2 separate regions of the Gossypium arboreum genome follow, and region 1 is linked to region 2. A link is a contact called in public Hi-C data. All regions are on one chromosome and are shown on one strand. The core of a region is the stretch at or near the end of the contact, and the rest is flanking DNA. Distances in the headings are between cores, read along the strand shown. Region 1 holds the start of LOC108474501. Region 2 holds the start of LOC108465783.

Evidence for each region. Hi-C and Micro-C count contacts between places; a contact is called where the count stands out from the background.
Region 1: a Hi-C map of leaf shows a contact between it and region 2, with 4 times the contacts expected there. The contact joins the promoter of LOC108474501 here to the promoter of LOC108465783 in region 2. A contact is called at or near these places in 3 of 5 Hi-C or Micro-C datasets (all in leaf).

The regions. Positions count from the first base shown.
Region 1 is chr8:72,766,202-72,771,111 of ASM2569848v2, forward strand. It overlaps LOC108474501, which reads left to right and starts at 1,401. Exons shown (of 11, transcript XM_053018397.1): 1 at 1,401-1,619; 2 at 2,540-2,699; 3 at 2,799-2,935; 4 at 3,108-3,152; 5 at 3,242-3,295; 6 at 3,521-3,625; 7 at 3,708-3,911; 8 at 4,119-4,204; 9 at 4,850-4,910. The coding sequence starts at 1,533.
Region 2 is chr8:72,516,564-72,521,918 of ASM2569848v2, forward strand. It overlaps LOC108465783, which reads left to right and starts at 2,145. Exons shown (of 10, transcript XM_017766163.2): 1 at 2,145-2,653; 2 at 3,027-3,113; 3 at 3,280-4,283; 4 at 4,386-4,474; 5 at 4,585-4,688; 6 at 4,782-4,872. The coding sequence starts at 2,371.

The sequences.
Region 1 (4,910 bases), core at 151-2,650, 250 kb after region 2:
CCCTAAGCTCGGAAAATGAAACTTGTGCAATTTACTCCCTATTCCAAGCCTAACCAAAATCCCACTACAAATTTTACAGCACATGTATTCATAAAAAATCAGAATTTTTCTTCAATTTCACAAGTTTATATTTTAATCCTTAAACCATGTTTCCATAAAAAAATCATATTGTAAAAGTTGTTTATCTATCAACAACCTTTCATTTTCTACCATAAATTTCTAATTTTCAAAATATAAATCCTTGACCCATTTTCCATACTTTGATAACTTTTCAAATTAATCCCTCAAATAGAGAGATTAAGCTATCCCGATTTCAAAAATATCAAAATTACTAAAAACGGGACAAGAAAACTTACCCAATTAAGCCTTGAAAGTTTCCCCTCTCACTTTTAGCGTTTCCGTAGAATTTTAGATTGAAGATGACAAAAATAAGATGATATTTTCTTTTCATCTTTTAATTAATTAAGTATTTAGCAATTTCCAATTTAGTCATTGCCCTTTTTCTATATTTTCATGGATGAGTCATCAAAGAAAATCTACATACTTCTTTACTAGTCTAATTACCATATAAAGACCTCTAGATTTGAATTCCATAGCTATTTAATCCTTCTAGCTACTAGAATTCAACTTTTATATTTTATGCGATTTAGTCTTTCTCATAATTAAACACTTAACCGATAAAATTTTCATATCAACATTTTCACACGACATGCCTATTATAATACGGACCATATAATGAAATAAAAATAAACCTTATTTTTGGATCGGATTTTGTGGTCCCGAAACCACTGTTCCGATTTCACTGAAAAATAGACTATTACAGATGAAATGAGGCTCATTTGACCCACTTGAACTGACCCGATTCGTGGAACACATGGAGAAGTCCATCTACTTGAAGTCTTGGTGGTTTAGTGTAACACTCCAATAAAGCTAGAGTTATCATGGTTAATTATTGTAAATCCTAAGGGATAAGATTGTATAGAGTTTAAATCCCTTAAAACTCTCATTTTGTAGATAGACTTTGATCTTGATCATCGATATAATTTAAATTGTATTGTTGGATAGGGGGAGTTCAATTATAAATAGAGGCCTTTTCCTCATTTGTAGTCATCCCATTCCGAGTTATTAAATATACTTTGAGAGCATTTAGTCAAACACTTGTGCTTGGTTTTCTTGTGGCTTTTCCGTTCACTTTTTGCTTCTTCGTTTAAGAGTTTGTTTCCATTTTATTTCGATGCCTTAGAGAATTTATCTTGAGAATTCTCATTAATCGAGTGTTAGACCAACTTAAGCAGATTTGAAGCAAATGAATCACCTCTAATTTCATGACACTAGTATCTTTATAAATCATAAGGCCAAAAAATAGAGGTTAACGAGGATTTTTGTTTTTGGTTTGGATGGGGTGAATTGATGGAAAATAATTAAATTTGGGAGAGAAAAGAGAAGTTTAGAGCCCAATAGTTACGAGGTTGTAGAATTGGGTTTGTTTGGAAGAAGGTAAAAGAGAAGAGTTTGGGATTTGGGACATTGAAATGTACTGCTTCATTTCTCAAGTTCCACAGTCCGTCATGGAGTCTAAAACATCACGTTGCCACCAAAATCTTCCACCTCATTATCATGTACGTTTTCATTTTCTATTTTTTTAAAAATAATTTTCTTGCTAAGGAGGGTTCCCCTCTCCACCTTCATATATATAGCCTATATATATATTTTTCACTTACACTTCGCTCCCTCGGAACTCTCTTTTTTTCTTCCGCAACAATTTTCTCGGCCGATCACTTCCTTGTTTTTTCTCGGTTATTTTCCCTTCCACCAAACACTCTCCAATCCCCTGCTCTTTCACTCTAAATCCTTGCGATCGCTTAAGATTCTTTCTCTCCTCTAATCGATCTCTCTCGCTCTCTCCCTCATACACTGGTACGTTAACCGATCGCTTCACTTACCTTTCTTTTCTATCATTTTTTTGTTTTGTTTTTACATTCAACCTTTTATCTCAGATCACGTGAATAGAAGCCCTAGCCACTGCTGTTGTTTTAAATTTGTTTTAATTATTTATTATGTTGATATGGAGTTTAGTTTTTACAAGCTCTGAAAATTGGTACTAGAAAGTTGGAATTTGAATTTTACGTTATTTGAAGAATGGAATTCGGCCAAAACTGAGTTCAATATTTATATTGTGGCTCAATAAAGGAAAGGTTTAGAAAATGCCTCCCCCTTTTTTCTGCTAATGGGCAAATGAAGGTTCGGGAACTTATTTATTTGTAAATGTAGACGGAGTTTATTGGACTCTGTCCGTCTGCAATCTTTGGTTATCTTTTTTTATTGAGTTTTGGTTTGGGAATTTTTTTTCTTTGAAATTAGAATTTAAATATTTGCTGCCTGCTGATGGATTTTAATATCAATTCTTAGGTTAATTATTTAGTTGTTTTGCTGCGAAAGAAATTCCTAGCGGACAAGTTGGTTTTATTAATGAATTTTTGTTATAAATCCCTAGTGGTTGTGACTCTGTTTGTGTGCTATGCCTGTTGCAAAACTCAAGGCTACCAGTTCTGCAGATGTAATGAAATCAGAGGAGCCAAATGATTCTTTGGACACTTTCATCAGACAAGCTATTGGAAAAGAGCCTCTCCTTTCTTTCTCTAGGGCTGGGGACAGCTCAGTCCAATGGATTCAATTACTGCATGCCTTAGATCAACAAGGTACTTAAAACTTAGTTGATGGTTCAAATCATTGTGTGTGAAAATACTACATAATTGATGCTATAGTATAACTTGATTTCTTGCCTATATGTCTGACAGAAATCCCTGGATGGCCTTTACTCACTCCTCTGAAGGTGCAGATGCAAAAGTGTGATAAGTGTTCGCGAGAATTTTGTTCGCCCATTAACTATAGAAGGCATATACGTGTGCATCATAGGTTGAAAAAACTTGATAAGGTTTTCTCACCGTCTTTGAAACATGATTAGTCCATTATGTTGATACTTCTTCGCAATTTCTTCTCTCGCGATGCTTCTTTAAGATGCTAGCCTCTTGGACAATTGAGATCTGTGGATATATTTTTTTAACCCTTTAGGACTCCTCTAAACAATGTTATTTTACACATTGTAGGATTCTGCTAAAAATAGGGACTTACTAGCGGCATTTTGGGGCAAGGTGTTTCTCTCCCCACTCCCTCTCTTGCTTATTCGTTTTAGGTTAACCTCTTTCTCATTTCTTGTCGTTCTTATTTATATCATTTACAGCTGTCGGAGGATGAGGCAAAGGAAGTTGTATCATTCAAGGATGTGGCATTGGAGGTAATTGTTTAATTTTTCTCTCCTGCTTATTCCTTGGTTCAACATTTAATACTATTCAAGTGACATCCAGATCTGGTTTACAATTGTATTTTTTATTTTTATACCATTATCTTGTATCCAAATGATTATTTATTGCTAGAATATACGTGCACATATTGTATGATTATTGATTTTGTTTGTTCTTGTCTCCTAAACAATTGCCTACTTGCTAACTATGCCTTCTAGGAAGTTCCAGGATCTTCAGTTATAAAATCATTGACAACACTTGTAAAGAGACCAGGGTTTTCAGCTTTGCCACAAGTTTGCTTGAGGGCAGGTTCTGCTCTACTGGTAAGGAACATAGTGTCATAGATCCGAAAGCATGCTAACGCATTCTTATCCTATAGATGTCATATATTCTAATTCTATGCAGGACCTTGTCCAAGCTAGACCATCAAGGTTTCCAATATCTTCCCAAGAATTATTTAGTATCCTTGATGATGCAAGTGAAGGGACTTTCCTATGTGGTGCAGCTGTGTCGATGCAAAAGTATATTTTTGATGGGGAAGTGGGAAAGATTGGTCTTGACACCAAAAACTTGGTTGCTTGTACCAGCTTCTTGGTAGAACAGAAATTGGTACCTTTTTTTCTTTTTCTGTCCTTTCAAGGTTGATTTACTTAAAAGCTTTCATGCACACACTTATGAATAATTTGGTTGGCAAGTATTATGCTATCCCTAACCTTTGGGACTAGCAGTACGATGGTGTGCACATGAATCTGTCATCTTTTGTACATTTTTCCCTCGTCATATTTCCTGATCAAAATTATCTTTGTTTTTGTTCAGGTTAAAGCATGGCTTGCAGATAAGGATGCCGAAGCTTTGAGGTGTCAGAAGTTGCTAGTGGAAGAGGAAGAAGCTGCCCATAAGAGGTGCATATTGCTAATTCTCCTCATCAAATAAAGTTATTTTTAAGTTTGTCGTATTTGATATGTGCAAAAAGGTTGGACTGTTTTCAAATCCTATCCTTTCCCCTTTTCTCTCAAAATTTTCCTCTTAGCATGAAGAAAGTAATTCTTTAAATTGTCTTTGAGAATGTCTGGGAGAAAGAAGATATCAGTAAAGTATTTTTAGTAATTTCTTCTTTTCCATGAGTTAGTAAACCCTGCATATGGCGTAATTACTAATTTACTTCCAAAAGATGTAATGTAGACAACCTTTTTCCCCACCAGATATAAATGGTTAAAAGGGGAAGAAGATACAGGTATAAAAACTTTTTTTTGGATTTCTGGAAAAGAAAATAAAATTGTGGAAATCTTTTTTTCCATCAACAGTCAACTTTCTTAGAGCACATGCATTGAGGAGGAAAATTGTTAGAATTTTGTTTATCAGTTCTAGTCTACTAAACTTCAGTCTTAGGCTTTTTAGTTCCTTGATACAGGTGGTAACAGGTAGGTCCCCTAAGTCCAGTGTTATAGATTAATGACATAATTCTTCAGAAATAGCTCTTCAACATCTTACGAAAGGCAAAATGGAAGACCTTTGATTAGCTGATTTATTTCCTGATTCTTCACTAGGCAAGTTGAGCTTCTTGAGAGAAAGAGACAGAAAAAACTTAGGCAGAAGGAGCAGAAAGCA
Region 2 (5,355 bases), core at 895-3,394:
GAAGAGATTGATGACATGGATGCAAAGTATACTTTGAATAAGCTGTTACATAATCTGCAGCATTTACAATTTATGTTTTTTGGATTCATTCGGTTGTAGGTGTTGAGTAGTATATGTATGATGTATCTAGTGTAGGTCTATTCATTATTTTTGAAAATTTTTAATTACAAAATTCTTAAAAGATCCATGTTTAAATGTTAATAATACTATATTTTATTTGCTAAAAAAATGAATTTGACAAAATGAAAAAAAATTGGTAGCTCGTAGTAGAACCACTAGTCTATCTCTCGGCATGTAATAATTTTGTGAAAGAAAATATTGGTATAGTTATTGTTTTATTTTGTATTCACATGTACATATCGATCCAAAGGCTTTAATATTATTCCATACTAAGATTTTTTAATAATCTTTTTACTTTTCTATTTTTAATGAATTTGAGATAATTTTGTTGAAATATAATTTTGTAAGTTTTATAATTGATTGGATTTAATATATTCCTCATATAGATATTATGCAAAGGTATTCCTTGATTAAATTAAATTTATATCATAATATTAAAGTCACGAAGATGTGACTCTCCCAAAATGGTAAATTTGTAATAAAACCTTTTAAATTTTATCAAATCATAAATTAATATAATGATAAAATTATAATTTGATCTCTTATAAATTAATTATTCATTTTAACCTTAAAATAATTTTTAACTTCTCCCTACTTTTAGCACATTAAATTGTAATGCAATTTAAAAATAATAAAGTAGATTATATATTATTTTAATAATATTATATATTATGATTTTTAATTCATATAATAATTATATTAAGAATATTATTGAATTGTATATTATTTTATTAAATTATATTTAATAATAATTATGTTAAAATATGATTAAATTATTTATTATTATTTTAATAAAATATATTTAATAATAATGTTATTAAAATTTAATAACAATAACAATAATTATCTACCTAAACAAATTATGCTAAGGGTACTTTAGTCATTTAAGCCTTTTTTCCTTATACTATTACAACATCTATTCCATTCAACTAAACAAAAGAATGCTATTACAGCTCTATTCCATTCCATTACAGCTTTATTCAATTACAGCCCTATTTTATTACAGTGAACAAAACGTGATGTTAATTGATTCCTAACTTTCAATTAAGACATTAATTATATGTAATTTTCTATTCAAACCTTAATTAAGTATGATTTTTCTACTAAGATATTAATTAAATTTTAATTATTTTACTTTTTTTTGTATTTAAGCTTTATTTTTATGTTCTATTTCCTAGAACTTAACTTGGGTAAAAAAAAAAAAAAACTTGCTAAGCAATTTATTTACGAGTTAACTATACGGTTGGTCACTTAACTCTCATAAGTTTTTATTTTAGGCATCAAAAATAAAAGTTTGCAAATTTAGGCTATGTTGTTAGATGCTTTTATCATTTCAGTCACTGTTGTTACAATTTTTATCATTTTAGTCACTTGTCATTAATTTATCATTACATAAACTCATTTCAATTACCGAACTTTAGTAAATTTTCATTTTGATCACTCATTTTAATTTATAAAATTATACCAAAAATATTTCTTTTATAGAATTAATTTTAATTTTAAAAATAGGTTTTACAAATAATTAAGCTATTCAAATACTAAGATGAAAGTCACATTTTTCACATATAACTCAATTCTATTTAAAAAAAAGGTTTTCACTGTTTAAAAAACCCAATAATTTTGTAAAACCCTAATTTTCTCTTTGACTAAAAAAATAAAAGAAATTAAAAGATAAAATTATTTTTAATTGTAAAAATTTAAGTTTTTCCTTTTATTAAAAAATAAAATTAATTCGGGAAAAAATAAAGGAAATGAAAAGGATAAGTTGGGATTTTGTTGTAAAAACTCAAAACTTTTTTCTATAAAAACGCACATAATTCCATATAAAATGGATTTTAGTGGGAAAAACTAAAAATAATTCTTAAAAGACAAAAAATGAAAACTGAAGGATTAAAATGAATGTATCTAATGAGGAGTGCATATAACTATAATGATTAAAATGAAAATAATATATAATGATAGTGCCTAAATTATAAACTTTTTATTTTCGGTATCATGTTTATTTATTTATTTTTAGTATATTTAATTAAAGAAAAGACAAGAGGGAGACTCAAAGTGAAGCAGCGTCCCTTTGTAATCATAGAAAATTAGATAAAGATTCACACAGTTCCTGTTTCTCTCTTTGTCTGCACGAAAAGAAGGAATCAACACAACACCAACCAACCATAAACCCTAGCTAGAACAAATCACCTTTTTCACCTTCTATCTTCTTCTCCATCCTCTCTCTGTCTCAATTCGTTTCCGTTTGTGATGGCTTCTACATCTGCCTCGTGGTCTCCAAGCTCTCCTCAGCTCCGCTTGGCTTTCCGTTGCAGGAATTGTAGGGAACCACGTCCGCTTCTCCTGCTTGATTATCGTCGTCCTCGTCTGCTCTCGGTTTCACTAAGCCGGACTAAGGAACTGGAACGACGTCGTAATGTTGCTTCGCGGATTGTATCGGACTCCACTGCTGGGGCGGATACTTTTTCCGGCTGGTCCGATTCGGATACTGTTGAAGATTCCATTGGCTCGGGAGGGAGAAGAAGGTTTGGAGGTATTTATCTATTATACCTTGCACAAACAAATGTTCTCACTACTTCTCTTGGCTGAATTTCGGCTGTCTTTTGTTTTCAAGAGTTGAGTAGAAGAGAATAAGAAAATGTTAAAACATTTCTTGCTTGCAATTTGGCTTCTTAATTATGTTTTCTGATTAAGTTTTTAATTATGTTTCCTTGCACTAAATGTTAGTTTACTGTCTGTTAATCAAAGCTATTTCATAGCAGTGAAGCATATATGAATCATATGATATTTAGGCATTGAATTTGAGGCATAATCCCGCAAATAGCTTTCAGGGTTGTTTGGACTAATTAAACTAGTTGGTTTCCATATTATGGACTAATAACAATTCGTAAGTAGTTTGCTTTTAGGAATTATGGGAGCTGGATCAGCTGGACTTGTGCTGGTAGCAGGGTTTTCCTTTGCAGCAATGTCCCTAAGTAATCGAAGCACTTCCAGTAAGTGGTCTCTTTCAATTTCACTTGGTTCTATTACCATGCTCTTCTATCTATTTATATTCTGTTAATTTTTTTTGGTTTCTGTGTTTATTGGACTTAATTTAGATGAATTGACAACAATCCCCGAGAACTGGTGTTGAAAGATTATACCATTTGTTGACTGCAGGACCCAAACAGCAGTTGGAACCCTTAACAGCTCAACAGGAAGTTTCATTTGATAACGATAGTGAACAAGCCAAAGAAAATGAAATTGAAACAGGAACACATAAGGATCTTTCGGCACCTACCGAATCCAGCGGCACTTCTGAAAATAATCTTGATAATGACAATGGGACGTACTTAGTAGACAGTTCGACGTCCAATGGTGATAGTGCCAGTAACACCAGTTCTATTCAAGAATACAGGCAGAATGTTTCATCTTTGGATGGGGAGTCAGCTTTCCTGGACACAACTCCGATATCACCTAACTTGCCTGAATCTGATGCTGTGGGTGTCTCTTCTGTTGCATCAAACCTAAGAGAGTCAGATAGCAACCTTGACATTGGTTCACCTGAAGCAACTTCAGAGATTGAAGACAAATTGATTAGTGTCCAAGAAACTATTGATACTAACTTGTCTGACCCAATAAACCTAGACAATGATCTCAACGAGGGAAAACTTGAAGGAAAAGAGAATTCCAGTATCTCAGTGGATTCTTCTTCTAGTTCCAATTCAATCAGTGATCCTTCAATTGTGGGCTTCTCAGTTAGTTCAGAGTTGGAACCAATTTTAGAACCTCAGGCTATACCTGAAGACAATCTGGAAACCACAGATTCCTCTCAAACTAAAGAAAACCTTGAGAGTCGCAAAATGTCTCTGCCCTCGGTTGAAATAAAGAATGCATCTCTGGAAGATAATAAGTTAAATGAGAGTGAGTCATCTCAAACAACCCCTGTGTCAGCACCTGCTCATTCATTAACAATAGAGCAAAGCAAAATTGATTGTGATGGGATGAAAGATAGCATACCAGATTTTGAATCACCAACTCCTAGGAGTTCCTTCTCCCCAGTTGGTATACCTGCTCCGTCTGCAGTTTCTGCAGATCTACAGGTTCACCCGGGAGAGGTTCTAGTTCCTGCAGTTGTTGATCAGTTTCAGGAGCAGGCACTTGCAGCTCTTCGAGTTTTGAAGGTATTTCATTCTTACTGAGATACAGAATTATTAAGTGTATTCGCCCTTGCAGATAATATGAGAACTTGTGACCTATTACTCATATATATGTATCTTTTCCAGGTTATTGAGGCTGAAGCTCTACCTGGTGAACTCTGTACACGTCGTGAGTATGCTCGGTGGTTAGTGGCAGCAAGCAGTGCTCTTTCAAGGTATATATGCCTTCTTGTTACTCCCATGTATGGCAGTGTGAAGCCATCAGGAATTAGCATGTAATAGATACCTTTATGCTTGTAAATTTAATCCTTTTTGCTGCTTGCAGGAATGTAGTATCAAAAGTTTATCCTGCAATGTATGTTGAGAATGTTACTGAACTTGCATTTGATGACATCATACCTGAAGACCCTGATTTTTCATCGATTCAAGGTTAAGAAGTGGACTTTATATTCTTGGTCATTTTGGTAGAGTAACTTCCTTTTTTGTTATAACTATTCTTGCTAATTGAGTTGCATGATTCAGGCTTGGCAGAGGCTGGACTTATCTCAAGCAAGCTTTCAAATCAAGATCTGCTTAATTACAATCGAGGCCCAGTTTACTTCTCTCCTGAAAGGTATTCCTGTTCAGACTAAACTCATTTTGCAATATAAGCATTGATATTTAGCTTGGTTAATGCTCAGGGGAGGATCCTCGTAGAACCCTCAAAAATTTTGGAAACTTGTTATTAGGCCCACCAAAATTTTGTAATTCTTATTAAGCATTTTAAATTTTTTGAAAATTTTAACTGAGTCTCAAAATTTTTAAAAGTTCTTATTAAGCCTCTCAAAAATTCTTAAATTTTTTTATTTAAACCCCAAATTTTTTGGAAATTCCGATTAAGCCCTTTAAAATGAAACCCCTAAATTTTTTAAAATTACAGCCACTATTAATGCTTACTCCAATGCTAATTTCCCACTATTTTATTGCCCATCTGCAAGGCCTTTTTCCATCTGTATTCTCGATTACTTTCCCATTGTTTTCTTAACCCATTCTCATTATAACTTATTTGTAAAATGTTAATAGAATATACTAAAACCTAAAATCATGAGTGAAATTG